Regions from separate parts of the Rattus norvegicus genome. Here region 2 is linked to region 1. The links are chromatin contacts, called in public Hi-C maps. All regions are on one chromosome and are shown on one strand. Each heading gives the region's core, a stretch centred on a gene start, on an enhancer-like site or on the middle of the called end of the contact. The rest is flanking DNA. Distances are from core to core; before and after follow the strand shown. Region 1 holds the start of Myo5a (myosin VA). Region 2 overlaps Myo5a (myosin VA).

Evidence for each region. Hi-C and Micro-C count contacts between places; a contact is called where the count stands out from the background.
Region 2: a Hi-C map of Schwann cells shows a contact between it and region 1, with 2.6 times the contacts expected there. The contact joins the enhancer-like site here to the promoter of Myo5a in region 1. A contact is called at or near these places in 2 of 12 Hi-C or Micro-C datasets (the A7r5 cell line and Schwann cells) and 1 of 1 datasets of contacts at active chromatin or transcription factors (oligodendrocytes).

The regions. Positions count from the first base shown.
Region 1 is chr8:84,689,455-84,696,649 of GRCr8, reverse strand. It overlaps Myo5a (myosin VA), which reads right to left and starts at 3,701. Exons shown (of 40, transcript NM_022178.2): 1 at 3,642-3,701. The coding sequence starts at 3,668.
Region 2 is chr8:84,790,996-84,798,098 of GRCr8, reverse strand. It overlaps Myo5a (myosin VA), which reads right to left. Exons shown (of 40, transcript NM_022178.2): 20 at 6,807-6,963; 21 at 4,300-4,539; 22 at 2,169-2,417. Among named protein-coding and RNA genes, the nearest start is that of Myo5c, 75 kb to the left of the region's middle. Within about 2 kb of position 5,773, at least 5 of the 93 cell types and tissues checked have an H3K27ac peak or open chromatin away from gene starts, as enhancers often do.

The sequences.
Region 1 (7,195 bases), core at 2,452-4,951:
CATACCAGTCTTATTTATAATAGCCAGAACTGGAAAGAACCCAGATGCCCTTCAACAGAGGAATGGATACAGAAAATCTGGTACATTTTCACAATGGAATACTATTCAGCTATTAAAAACAATGACTTCATGAAATTTTTAGGCAAATGGATGAAACTTAAAAGTATCATTTTGAGTGAGGTAAACCAATCACAGAAAAACACATATGGTATGCACTCACTGATAAGTGGATATTAGCCCAAAAGCTCGGAATACCCAAGATACAATTAACAAACCACATGAAGCTCAAGAAGAAGGATGACCAAAGTGCTTCAGACCTTCTTAGAAAGGGGAACAAAAATACTCACAGGAAGAAATATGGAGATAATGTATGGAACAGAGACTGAAGAAAAGGCTATCCAGAGACTGCCCAACCTGGGGGAGTCCATCCCATATACAGACACCAAACCCAGACAATATTGTGGATGCCAAGAAGAGCATGCTGACAGGAGCCTGATATAGCTGTCTCCTGAGAGGCTCTGCCAGAGCTTGACAAATACAGAGGCAGATGTTCACAGCCAATCATTGAACTGAGAACAGGGTCCCCAATAGAGGAGTTAGAGAAAGGACTGAAGTAGCTGAAGGAATTTGCAACCCCATAAGAAGAACAATACCAACCAACCAGAGCCCTGAGAGCTCCCAGGGACTAAACTAGCATTCCAAGTAAACATAGGGATGGACCTATGGCTCCATCTGCATATGTAGCAGAGGATGGCCTTGTCAGATATCAATGGGAGGAGAGGCCCTTGGTCCTGTCAAGGTTCAATGCCCCAATGTAAAGGAATGTTAGGGCATCGAGGTGGGAGGGAGTAGGTGGGTGGGTGAGGGAGCATCCTCACAGTACTGGGGGTGGCAGGGGAGGGGAGGGGATGGGATAGCGGGTTTCTGGTGGGGAAACTGGGAAAGGGGATAACATTTAAAATGTAAACTAAAAAAATCCAGTAAAAGAAAAAATAAATCTCAAATATTATATGCTACATCTTTTTAAAAAAGTAACTCAATAGTACTGTAATTAAAAAAAACCCTACTGGAAAAATCAACAAATATGCTTTAACCAAAATGTTAGTCTTAAGAAACATTATATCTAGGTATTAAGCTATTGCTCTTAAATATTTAAACTTCTAGAAATTTTTATGAAATGAAAACCCTGCTAAATTGCTATGTCAAAACCATTATCATTCTAACTTAAGAAAATAAATTGAACAGTCCCATGCCCTTCACTGTAATAGGAGCTGATCTGTATCACACATCAAAATCTGCCTCAAAGGTCTGATGACAACTTTTAAAAGGGCACTTTTCATATTTAATCACATGCTGAATATCATAATTATGGCATGTCAGTAACATGTTTTCCTTGAAATCTATCCACCACTTCCCTCTCTACAATTGTCTGCAAGGGACAGATACTTGGGTTATACTGACATTTCTTCTAATGGTTTCCTTTCTTCTCCTAATACTACTCGGTCCTCTAGAATCATTCCAACATTTGCCACATCCAGAGACATCACCTATGTCCTGCTAACACATCTGCCTGCCTGTTGTTAAGGTAACAGCAGGTTATTTATGCCCTTGGAGATTCAAAGTGGGTCAAGAATATAATAAGTAGACTGTGAGTCCTATGAGGAAAGGACTATGATTTGTCCACTGTTAGAAACTCTAAACACCAGACAGAGTATTTGGTATATAGGACAATAAATATTCCCTCCTGTCATTAAACTAAGGCCCGTTCACAAATCAATCCACAAACAACTACAGAATAAGGCTATTCTGAGGTATATCTGAATTTAGGAAAAAGCCCCTTAAGTCCCAACCTGTTTCAGTGACAATCTGTATCTAAGAAGACTATATAAGATGAATTCTATCACCCATAAGGCTGTGATGGAACCCCCAAAACTTTATAATTTAAAAATGACAACACCTCAAGCGCAAGGCTCTGGGTTTGGTCCTCAGCTCCAAAAAAAAAAAAAAAAAAAAAAAGACAACACCTTCCCCATTTTCCCTACAAAATATCTTGTGGGGGTGAAAAACAGGTCTAGAGAAGTCCAGCTACTTACCACCCAATTTTTGCTTATCAGCCTATAATTAGCAGGTCCAAGATGGACTGATGGCAGGGGTCTGGTAGGGGGCCAGACAGGACAGAACAATGTAACAATGTGACAGCTCTTCACAGGGACGTAATTGATACTTGTATCTACTTCGTACATTAACTGCAATGATTAAATGAGTTAGTACTTGCAAAACACTTAGAACTGTACTATATAAGTTAATAAGGTAACTTTTAATCAGTTTCCAATGATAGTCTTATAGACTTGCCATGCCAAAAGAAATTACTAGCTTTAGAGAAATGTTCTAATTGTACACTTCTTAAATCTAGGGCTAGAAAGAAAGTCCCAGGTTCATGCAAGCTCTTCATTTCATGGATGGAAGAAATTAATCATATACCTCATATTTGTTTAAAAAAAAAGTCAGAGGTCACAGAATGCTTTCACAAATAGTATTAAATTTGATCCTCACAACAGCTTGTAAGGAAGGTCAAGAGGACACATAAAATTAACTCTATTTACAAGTAAGAAACCTGAACCAGAGAGGTTATGCAGTTTGCCAAATGGCACACGGTTGGTGGAAAGGTCTAGACCAGATGCAGGTATCTGGATGCCCCATCCAGATTTCTTTCCTCAAGGTTGCAATTTGGGCTCTGGGCTTATTGGTGTCACGTGTGCAAGGAATGATTCCAAACTGCTAAAAGAAGAGCCCAGAAAGCCGGGGCTATCTATATATAGCTCAGTGGTAAAGGGTTTACCTAGTATGCATGAGGCCCTACATTCACTCTCCATGCCAGAGACAAAGGCAGAGATCGAGAGAGACAGAAAGATATGGATTCTGGTAAAATTTTGAAAACGTGAACTAGAAAAGTTAAGGCAATTCTGTTGAGTGGGATTAGAAATAATTTTAATAATCATTAGCTGGCAAAACACTTATTGAAACCATAACATAAGATACCACGAATGCATACACCACGCGCTGCCCAACGCAGATTTTCTGAACAGTCTCTCCAAAAATACGCCATTCAGAGATTACCAGACCCTGAGAATATGGGCGTCGGTTTACGACTGAAAAGGCTGCTACTTCCCCTAAACGAAGACCAAAGGGGAAAGGCTCGCCGGAAAGGAGGGTGAGGACACAGCTAACGAGGCTCTCGGGGATAACGCGCAGGTTGCAAACTCCCAGCCACCGACGAGCCTAAGAATAAGCTCGCCATCTCCGGGCAGCATCTTCCCAAAGGCTCCGCACCCCAGGCCAATGGCAAGAACCCCGCAGCTAAAGGTGAAAGTGGACTGGCTAGATCTGCAGAATCCGAAATAATCTCCTGGAGAGGTTGCCTAGCGCATACCCGCACAGGACGTTATTTTAAGCACGAGTCCCGAGAGAGCGGCTCGAGCATCTATCTGCCCAAGAGCATCCCATCCGAAATGGGATCGGGAGGCAGGGCAGGGAGGTGCAGCCGGGTAGGGAGGTGCAGTCCCGTGGAACCCGCCGGTCCTACAACCACGGTCCCGGGCGCGCGACCCCTCCCCAGGGCACGGCCCCGCGGCGCGCGTTACCTTGGTGTAGAGCTCGGACGCGGCCATGGCGGGCCCAGCGCCGACGCCCCCCGCCTGGGCGGAGGCCGCAGCTCGCGTGGCGGCCGCCCGCGCGGGTGAAACGGCGGCGGGCGGGGAGCAGGGGAAGGGCCCGGCCGGGCAGGGCGGGCCAAGCTGGCGGGCGGGCCCGGGCGGGGCGGGGCGCGTCAGGCGCTAGCGGCGGGCGGGAGCCTGACAGTCATCACCTCCGGGGTTCACCGGCCGCGTGAGCCCGAGGCGCGTGCTCGTGGGCTCCGGGTAGCAGCCGCGTCCCGCCTCAGTCTCCCCAGCCGCCTGCTCCGCACACACAGCCGTGGCGGTCTCCTCAGCAGCCTCGCGTCCTCAGCCCCCCGTCTCCCTCAGTTTCCTCAGCCGCTTCGCCTCCTCAGAGGCCTGGTCTCGGTAGCCTCCTCTGTCTCCTCAGCGGCGCGCGGTGCAGCCGCCGCCGCCGCCGCCCTATGCATTGTGGGAGCGGGAGGAGGCTGCGCTCGAGCGCGGCCACCGTGATCGCTCTCGGCTCTCTCGGGCTCACGCTGCCTCCCATCGGCGGCGGGCACCGAACATCCTCAGCCCACGCGGCTGACATCTCAAACCTGCTTTGGCCGAGTGCCCCAGCCTGCGCGAACGTGGGGCAGTACGGGAGCGCGTCCCGCGTGAGGCAGGAACTGTTAAGAGTGTAGACCCGGCAGCCTCGAGGCTGCTCCTCCTGGTCCCGCTGTTTGTTGGGAGAGGACTTGGGGTTTGGGAGGTTTCATGGAAGGCCTCTTGGTGAACCTGCAACTCCAGAAGAGCCTTGCTCACTGCAGAGCGGGGAAGCTTGCACCACCCGGAATTTGAAGGATGCCCAAGGTCACACTGGACTTGGGTTTGCAGTAGGGTCCCTTGGTGATGCAAGAACATAGGGTGGGCTCTAACACAGAGGAACTCAAATGAACCTGAAAACAAGATGGCCCTGGGGAACAGCCACCGTAGACCTGAGTGTTTGCATAGGTTCACCACCATTCAGAACAAGACCTTTTGTTCTGCTGATCTGTTAGGCTTGACAGCACCAGAAAAAGGCAGCCACTGAGAGAAACTCAAGTGCTTGCGACCTTGACCCAGTCTATTCCTTACCCTTACTCAAGCACAGGAGTGTGGTCTTTTCATCCCATGTTCTCTTGAGCCACACCTTCAAACTTGAAGTAATCTTTTAAAATTTTAGCCTTTTTTTATGTGTCCATCGTTTTTCTTTAAACTCTTAAGTTGTGGCCAGTGCCTATCATGGGAAACTGAGACCAGTTTTATTGTTTGGCTCATTGGGCTTGAGATAGCCCCGGTTTTCTTCAAACTCCATCCTCCTGCCTCTGCCTTGTGAGCGCTGAAACTTTAGAGACGAGGTTCTGAGAGGAGTCCAATCGAAGTCAGAGCACAAGCCTAGCTCCCTGGTTATGTCTGAACTTGAGAAGTGGGTATTTGAAGGAAGACTCTTCACTCCGTTGATGTTTCTGGATTCCATCCTTTCTTTGTCTACCTGTGAAAGAAGCCAAAATGTACCTCTGGCCAGCAGAGCATCCAAAGCATTGAGTTGAGCGCCTATCTCTTATACTTCCTTCAAGTATGTAGAAAGTGCCTGCTTCCTTACCCTCCAGATCTTAGCAACCTGTCAGGACAGTTGAGAAATACTGAGTATGACAGGGCGGGGGTGGAGGGAGGGAGACACCAAAACACCCAAATCAAAACCCTAAGAGTTCTTGTGAAAGTGACTCTTATTTACATGAACAAAAATAAAATTGGAATGGTTCTTTCATAATTTTCGAAGACATACATTCATCTACCCAGATGTAAGAGAAAGAGGATATGGGGGCGGTTTTTTTTTTTTTTTTCCTTTTGGTGGTGGTAGTGGTGGTGGTAAAGTCTCTTTGTTTAGTTGACCCAGAACAATCATACCTCTCCGCCTTGAGTCCCAGGAGTGCTGAAATTGCAGATGCATGCCACCACATACACTTGGGGAATGGGTTTCTGACCACTAACCTCTTGCTTCAAACAGGAAAAGAACAAACTTTAAACAAAACACACCCAACCAGCAATGGGGAGAGGGGCATTCTGATGGTGGACTCTTCTATCTAATGCATATACATATTTATAGCCTAAAGCACTCTGTTATTACTAACGTCTGAAAACCAGAAGCAGGGCCCACACCCCAAAAGTTGGTATAAGGTAGTGTATATTTTATTGTAAATTGATAAAATTTTCAGTTATTGCTTTATAAATTAAGAACATTTTCTTGTAAATTTTTTCAAATGAAAACACGTTTAAAAAAGATCATTTCCTCCAAAGTTCAGATGTCCCTTGACTTTCTTTTATTTTTTTTAACTTGAAAGAGTCATATCCCAACAGACCAATTATAAATAAGAATACTATTAATTTGAAGTGCACTTACTTACTGGCCCTAATCTACTGAACAGCCGTGGCATAGCTTAGCCTTATCTACCTTGAACCTGCTCAGAACAATTAAATTCGCCTGTTGTTGGACAGAGTCATCTAACACAAAGTCTAACTAGTGATGGTGGCGAATAACTTAAGTAATTTATTGCATACTTGTCCAAAGAAAAATGCTGGCCACACAGAAGTGTAAAGCCATCTGTCATTTCCCTTGGTGAAAGCGTGGCTGACTGGGAGCTACAACTTACTGCCACAGTCCAGCAACATAAGGCAGTGTGTTACTGACTGCCAGTCACTAGGTTGAAAACAACTTGTTAAGACAATTGGCAGTTAATTCAATTCATGTGGGTTCAATTCCCAGCACCCATATGGTAGCTAACAATTGTCTATGACTCCAGTTCTAGAGAATTTGATATCCTCTTCTGGACTCCATGGATACCAGGCACACAGACAGACATGCGAGGAAAACACCCATACAAGTTAAATAACTAAGTATAAAGATCATTCCAAAAGTTCTGGACTGGGGATGTAGCTAGTGCTATAATACTTACTGAGTCCCTGGTGAGGCCATGGGTTCCACTCCAATACTACCGAAAATAGGTTAGGAGAGAAAAAAAGAGTGCATTTTCTCCTGAATATATGCCACTTTTATATCATATCATTGTAAAGTAAAAAAAAATGAGCCATTCCAAGTCAAGGACTCTATCTCTGTACATACATACATACATACATACATACATACATAATATATATATATGTACATCCATATGTATTCATGAATGCTACTGTTATCAATGACTATTCAGAGATACAGTGTACCAGATGTTATTCTACATGTCGAGAATTCCTGTGAAAACTCTCTATAGATACTCATGGGTTTAGATTCTTATTGGGGAGACAAAAAAGTTAAAAGGTATAAAGTGTATGTACTCACTTGCTCGAGTAATATAAATATTATAAAATGTGCTTCAACAATGGAGATGTATGATCTCAGTTCTGGAACTGGAGAGCCCAGACCAAGGTCTAAGAACATGGGTCCTCCTGAAGACTATAAGAGACAGTGTGTTTTCCATGTTTCTCTCCTGGCTTCTGTCATTTTGTTCAGAAACTTTTTT
Region 2 (7,103 bases), core at 4,524-7,023, 99 kb before region 1:
TGTCTTGTCACCTGTCACTCTTGTTTCAAATTTACTCTCTCCAGAGAAACTTCAGGAAAACCACCTCCAAAGAGGCCTTTTCTCTGGGCTGTTGCAAGATTCTGCATTCATCTCTTTAAGTCCTATGAATGCCTTATTTTTGTCTTCTCCAGTAGATTGAACATCTTGGAGGACAAGGACTGTGATGGTGCGTGTTTGACTTGGTGCTGTGAACACTTAGCATCTGGATAGCATCTAGTAGACATCTGCTCTCAAAGTCATGTTCTCGTGTGACGGAACGCTCTCAGCAGAGACAACTTGGGGAGGAAAGGGTCTATCCCATCTTACATGCCCAGGTCCCGTCCATTAGCAGGGAAGCGAGGCAGGATTTTGAAGAAGTCTTGGATTTAAGCTTGCTCCTAGCTCACGCTCAGCTAGCTTTCTTATATAGCCCACATGCCTAGGGATGTACCATTCACAATGGCCTGGACCCTCCCAGTGTCAGCCAGCAACTGAGAAAGCACCTCACAGATATGGTCAAGGAAACTCTGATAAAGGCAATTCTTTGAGACTCCTTCTCTCCAGTATGATAAGTCGACAACTAAGATTAGTCATCAAACACCTTTTCACTGTACCTCCAGAACATGGCCATTCAAATGGGCAGATCGAAGAGACAGGGATATGAGTCCTTAAAAATAATGTTTATATGTATGTGTGGTGTATCCATAGCCAGAAAAGAGTGCTGAATCCCCTAGAGCTGGAATTACAGATGTGTAGTCTAGGAACTAAACTCCTGTCCTCTGAAAGGGCAAGAGACACACTTAACAGCTGAGGCATCTCTCCAAACCCATGAAATCTTTAAAAAATATAATCATTTTTATTTATTTTGAGAATTTCATTTATGTATACAATGAATTTTTACCAAGTGCTACTCTTCTTGGATCCCATCCCTAGCAACCCTCTTTAAACTTCTTGTTCTTTCTTTTTTATAAAGATGGGTGTGGGGCCAAGTCACTGCACTGTGGGCAACCTACCAGGGGCCTCACCCAGATGAAAACTGATTCTCCCTCTCCCCATAGACATCAACAGTCAACAGCTCCTGAGCTATGGGTAGAGTCTTGTGAGAGTCTCCCTGACCTATGCCGAGTGTTGACTGGCCCATCTGTGTAGGTAGCTGCTGGGTTTTCATGAGTGCAGTAGTAATGTGATGTCCTGAAGACGCTGTTTGCTTCCACTGTGTGAAAGCTTTCTAGCTTTAGAAATTCACTAGTGCTTTCTGATACTTCCATATTTATAAGAGATATTTTCTATGTGATACCTTCTAAGAATTTCATAGTAATGGAAACATTTTTAATTTTGATGCTTAAATAAATATTGGCTTTAGAACGATATTGATATATTTATTTCCATATAACTGCATGCTTAAGAAGTTAAGAAAACTGGGGTGAGGCATACTGGTGCATGCCTTCAATCCCAGCACCTGGGAGGCAGAGGAGGTCGATCTCTATGCGTTTGATACTGACTTGATCTATCTATACAGTAAATCAAGGGCATTTAGTTCTACATAGTAAGACCTTGTCTCAAAAGAATTAAGATATATGAATATACAGATAGATATAGAAGAAGTGTGTCACTGTGCAGGCAGGCTTTGAGGGCTCCCAGTGCTCAAGCTCTGCCCAGTACAGAAGAGAGACCCTACTGCTGGCTGTCACCTGGAAGCCAGTCTCTTCCTGGCTGCCTTTGGATCAAGATGTAGGACTCCCGACTCTTCTGGCACCATGTCTGCTTGGATGCTGCCATGCTTCCTGCCACCATGATAATGGACTAAACCTCTGAAACTGGAAGTCAGCCCCAATTAAATGTCTTCTTTTTGTAAGAGCTATCTTGGTTATGGTGTCTCTTCACAGCAATAAAATCCTAACCAAGGTAGGTACATAGATATTAATTGCACTGTTGAAACATTACTTTGTCTCTATTCTTACTAGAGTTAAATGTTCTAGCCCAAGACTCCAGCCTACTTGTTGATCATGGGGCAGAGGTATTTGGGAAACATTGGTATAAACAGTAAGCCCAATAAAATTTGCAATATGTCTTTGATTAAAATGAATATAGACTCACATGGACTAGGTCAGGATGATGGCATTTACTTTGCTGCATGGGGCAACGGGGATAGGAATACTGTTTCCTACCTGCTCAGTTTCTTGTTTGTATTTATCTGCTCGTTCTTCAATGGACTTTTTCTCCGATCGAGTTTGTTCCAGGTCTTTTCGGAGTTTTGCAATTTCTTCCTGCAGACTAAGCACTCTCCCAGTGGCAACCTTAGCTTCCTCCTCGCTTAGCTGAAGACGTTCTACATCATTTCGTAGTTTTTCAGTCTCAGAGTTGTATACTCCTTCTAGATTGGTCAGTTTCTCCATGAGGCATTTGTAGTCTTTATTCTTAAAATACAGACATTAGTAACAATAAGTAACTATTAATAGTATGAATGACCAAATGTATGCAGTGAGGTTACCATGCCCATTAATTATATCCATCTAGGTTTTACTGTTTTGTTTTGGAGAGTGGGTCTTACTATTTAGTCTAGCTAAACTCATTATGCAACCCCAAAGCCTCTAACTCATGATCCTCAGATTTTAGGTGTGTACCAACAAGTCTTATGGATTCTGTTTTCAAGACAAGATCTCACTATGTGGGGCTGGGGATTTAGCTCAGTGGTAGAGCGCTTACCTAGGAAGCGCAAGGCCCTGGGTTCGATCCCCAGCTCCGAAAAAAAAGAACCAAAAAAAAAAAAAAAAAAAAAAAAGATCTCACTATGTAACCCAGGCTGACCTGGAACTTACCTTGTAGACCAGGCTGGCCTCACACTCATAAAGATCCACCTGCCTCTGTCTCAGTCTGAAGTGCTTGGATTAAAGGCTGGTTATGCCATGATATTCCAGCTATAAATTTTAATACATCATCATAGCATCAAGATGGCCAAAATTGCTGTACTAAAATGATCATAATATAACCCTGCATTAAAAACAACATTGAGCTGGGTGTGGTGGCACACTCCTTTAATCCTAGCACTTGGGAGGCAGAGGCAGGTAGATCTTTGTGAGTTCAAGGGCCAGCCTGGTCTAAAGAGTGGGACCCTGTCTTAAAAAACAAAAACAAAAACCAACAAAACCACATTGAACATCAGAACCAGGACAGAATGGCAACACACTTCCTTAGTGTAAGTAGATAAGGATATGGTATTAGTTTCTACCTGCTTGGCTTCCATAATCTAACAAATGGTTTCTTCATTACACAAAAAAGAACAACACAGAGCAATTAATTCTGTTTTATATAATATACAACAAAAATTTGATTTTCTCATAATCACAAGTTTCGCAGTAAACTCTTACATTCCTAATTATTTTGTAAAGATTTATTTACTTACGTACTTTATGTATATGGGTGTTTTGTCTGTATGCACATCTCCACACCAGAAGAGGGCATCAAATCCCTTTGGAGTACAGTTTTACATGACACTAAAGGGAGCTGAAAGCTGAACTCAGAGGACTCTGGAACGTTCTTAACCATCCCTCCAGTCCCAAAATTTCCTAATTTTTAATCCAGAAGTAAAGGGGAGGGGCTAGAGAGAATGGCTCACTGATTAAGGACACTAGCTGCTCTTACAGGAAATTTGCTTCAATTCCTAGCACTTTCATGGAGGCAGTTCTCCACTCAGCCTCCTCCATACCTAGAATACAGGCTTAAGCCACTATGCTTAGCTTAAGACCTGAGATTTAGCTAAGTGATACTATCTACCTACCACAGGTCAGAACTTGGGGCTAATAAAAAATAAGCCACATACTAGATAGAAGATGAATAAGAGTGATAAAGCAGTTCCTCACAAATCTCAAATTTCTCATTGCATTTAGAGAATCCATGAATCCTATTTCATTGTGGGCCTTGTCCCCTTGCTGTCCTTATCTCTTCCATAGACATTCTTAGTTACCTTTAGATCATTTGCATGTGCTAGAATACTACTTAGTAACTACTGCTAAGCAATAGAATTTCCTCTCTGCAAACAGACTGTGGGCTTCACAGACACACGGACATTTTCCTGCTTCTCCTGCCACTGCAGTGCCAAACAACTGTTGGAGAGTGCGCACAAACAGAGAAGTGGTGAAAGAGGTCTGCAAAGTATAAATTACAATGTGACTCAAGATCAAACAGGTGTGGAGTAGGCTGTGTTAAAAAGATCCTGTCTGTCCCTGAGACTCACGCAACTAAGAACAACCCCAGTGGATCCCTTCGATGTGCTCTAGCTTCAGGGCTCCTTTAAACCACCTGCTCATCCACTTTGCGTTGCAGCTGCATAATCTTGTTTTCCATGCCAATATGGAGCTTCTTGTAGCGTTCCACAGAGCGAGCCTCAATTTTGAGTTTCTTCAGCTCACGCTTGGCCATCATCCGCCGGAAGCAGCATTGAAGGTAGATGATGGCTTTCATGGTCCTCTTATAATGTGTACGAGCCAGCCAGCCACGGACACGTTTCTGAATGATGACTGCTTTGTGCTCACGGAGTATCTGCAGAAAAAGGAAGATAACCTGAGACTCTAGACTAGACTCAAAGTTCAAGTCTATCTGCCTAAGTGTGTCAAATTGAGAATCCATACCTCGAGAGGAAGAAAAAATTAAATCAACTGTGTTCTTATGTGGATTATAAATCATAGAAATATAAAGGCAATATCTCAATATATCAGTATAGTCCTTTCCAAATTCCAAATAAACTTTCAATGTCCACTTTTCTAATTACATTTTATTGTGTGTGTGGGGACACACACACACACACACACACACACACACACACACACACACACAACTACTAACAAAACAGAATTGGAAGCAATCTAAATAAAAAAATACCAGATTGCCAAAAGAAAAAAGTTCTATGAAGAACACAAAAAAATGCATCAGTTTCTTTACTGGTATATGATTTCTGCTGGTAGGAGGTCTTATAAAACTAAAAACTAGGTACTTTATGAACTATGTGTTATTAAAATAGATTTTGCCACTGCACTGAGTCTCTGTGTGCTAAGTTGGTACATGAGGTCATGGGGACAGCCAGTAAGTTGGCTGATATAGTGAAAGGTTATTAATGACTTATTGACTCCACCCTTGAACACAGGAGGTGACATTGTTTTTGTTTGTTTGAGATAGGGTCTCTCTAGGTAGCCCTGGTTGGTCTGGTTGTAGACCAGGCTAGCCTCAAAACTATGGAGATCCAACTGCCTCTGCCCATTTAGTGCTGGGATTAAAGGTGTGTGCCACCTTCCTCAGCCTAAAGTTGATGATGTACTTGTTGGCCACATTTCAGGTGTATCATTCTAGGATTTCCTATTGCTGCTGTTTTGAATGCAGCAGGAATCTGTTACGGATGCCAAGGTAAAGGAACAGAGTTTAAAAGAGAAAGCTAAAAGCAAGAAAATGTAACATAAAGTCATGATAGTCTTTTTAATACATACATACACACACACACATGTTTTTAAAAAGATTCGTTGGTGATCTCTGATCTACAGAGTAACATCAATTATTCTAAGATACAAAGGTCACTTTGAGGACAGAGTGTGGCTTAGTAGACAAGTGCATGGTTATTATGCATGCAGTCTTGAATTCAACCCTGGTGCCACATGCAAAAAAGATTTGTGAGGCTTGGAGGATGGCTTAGTGCATAAGAATTGCTTGCTATACAAACAGGAGGATCTTTGTGTGAATCCCCAGCACCCACATAAAAACCCAAGAATAGACACTTATCTCCATAACCCCAGAACTGGGAGATGGTGACAAGCTGATCTTGGGAGTTTGCGTGCGGGCTGACTAGCCTGGCCAAGACAATGAGCTTCGGGTTTAGTGAGAGACACTGTCTCAAGGTAACTGAAGTCCTGCTCTGGTCTCTACATATGTATGTACAACTTGCACACACACACACACACACACACACACACACACACACACACACACACACACTGAATTAAAGACGTACCACATTCTAGTCAATATAACTTTAAACATACAAATATATCTATTTCCTCTTCACCATAATGAATTTTTCTAAGTTTTTCTCCTTAGGTTTATCTTCTGTCATATATTTAACCTATTTGTGTAGCTTATCTCTCTATATCTGTCTGAATAATGGTCCCCAATAAAGTCCTAATACCTAGAACTTGTAATTGTGATCTTATTTGGAAAAAGGGACTTCACAGATATGACTAGGTTAAAGATCTTGAGATGGGGATGTTATCCTGGATTATGAAGGTGGGATCTAAATACCATAATTTAAAAAAATCTTTAAAAACAATTATTTTGTGGGGGAACATACTTGTCGGCTGATTGTTTCCTTCCATGCTGTGGGTTCTGGGGATCTAACCAGCCCCATCATTGTTTCATAAGAGACAGATGATATAAAGATAGAGCAGAGATAGAAGCAATGTGGTCACAGGTGCGGGATTGTAGGCCACCACTGGGAGGAACGATGAATGCTTATATTTTGGGCTTTTAGGGAATGTGATACTGCTGATATCCTGATTATAGTCCAGTGGTTCTGGACTTTTGGCCTCCAGAAGGCTGAGAAAATAAGCACGATTGTTTTTAGCAACCAAGTTTGTGATTTTCGTTTCACATTCACTTATTCAACTTTAAAAGCTGTACAGACAAACGGAAATGGGACGTATATTTTCTTCTGTGTTGTCTACATGGCTTCTTTGCCCACAGCCATCTAGATGGCACTAAGTACAGATGGAGAATGTGATTAGTATTGCTGGAATGCATGAACAGCCTTGAGAACAGTGTCTTACCTTGCGATACCTATTTCTTGCCAAGTAGCCTCTCAAATAAGACTGAAGAACAATGGTGGCAGCTCGTCTAATCTTGTACTTCCTGCGGACCACATACATGCGCCAGTACTTCTGAATGGTGGTTGCTGCCTTGGTTCTGCGCAGAAACTTAGCATAGCTGCCCAAAGACAAGAGTGGTGCACTGTCACTCACCAGGACTGCGAACCGTCAATGTCAGTGTCTTAGGTATCCCGAGAAGAACCTCACTGTATTCTAATATTCACCAAGATAAGCACTTATGCTCACGTGTGTTCAGCA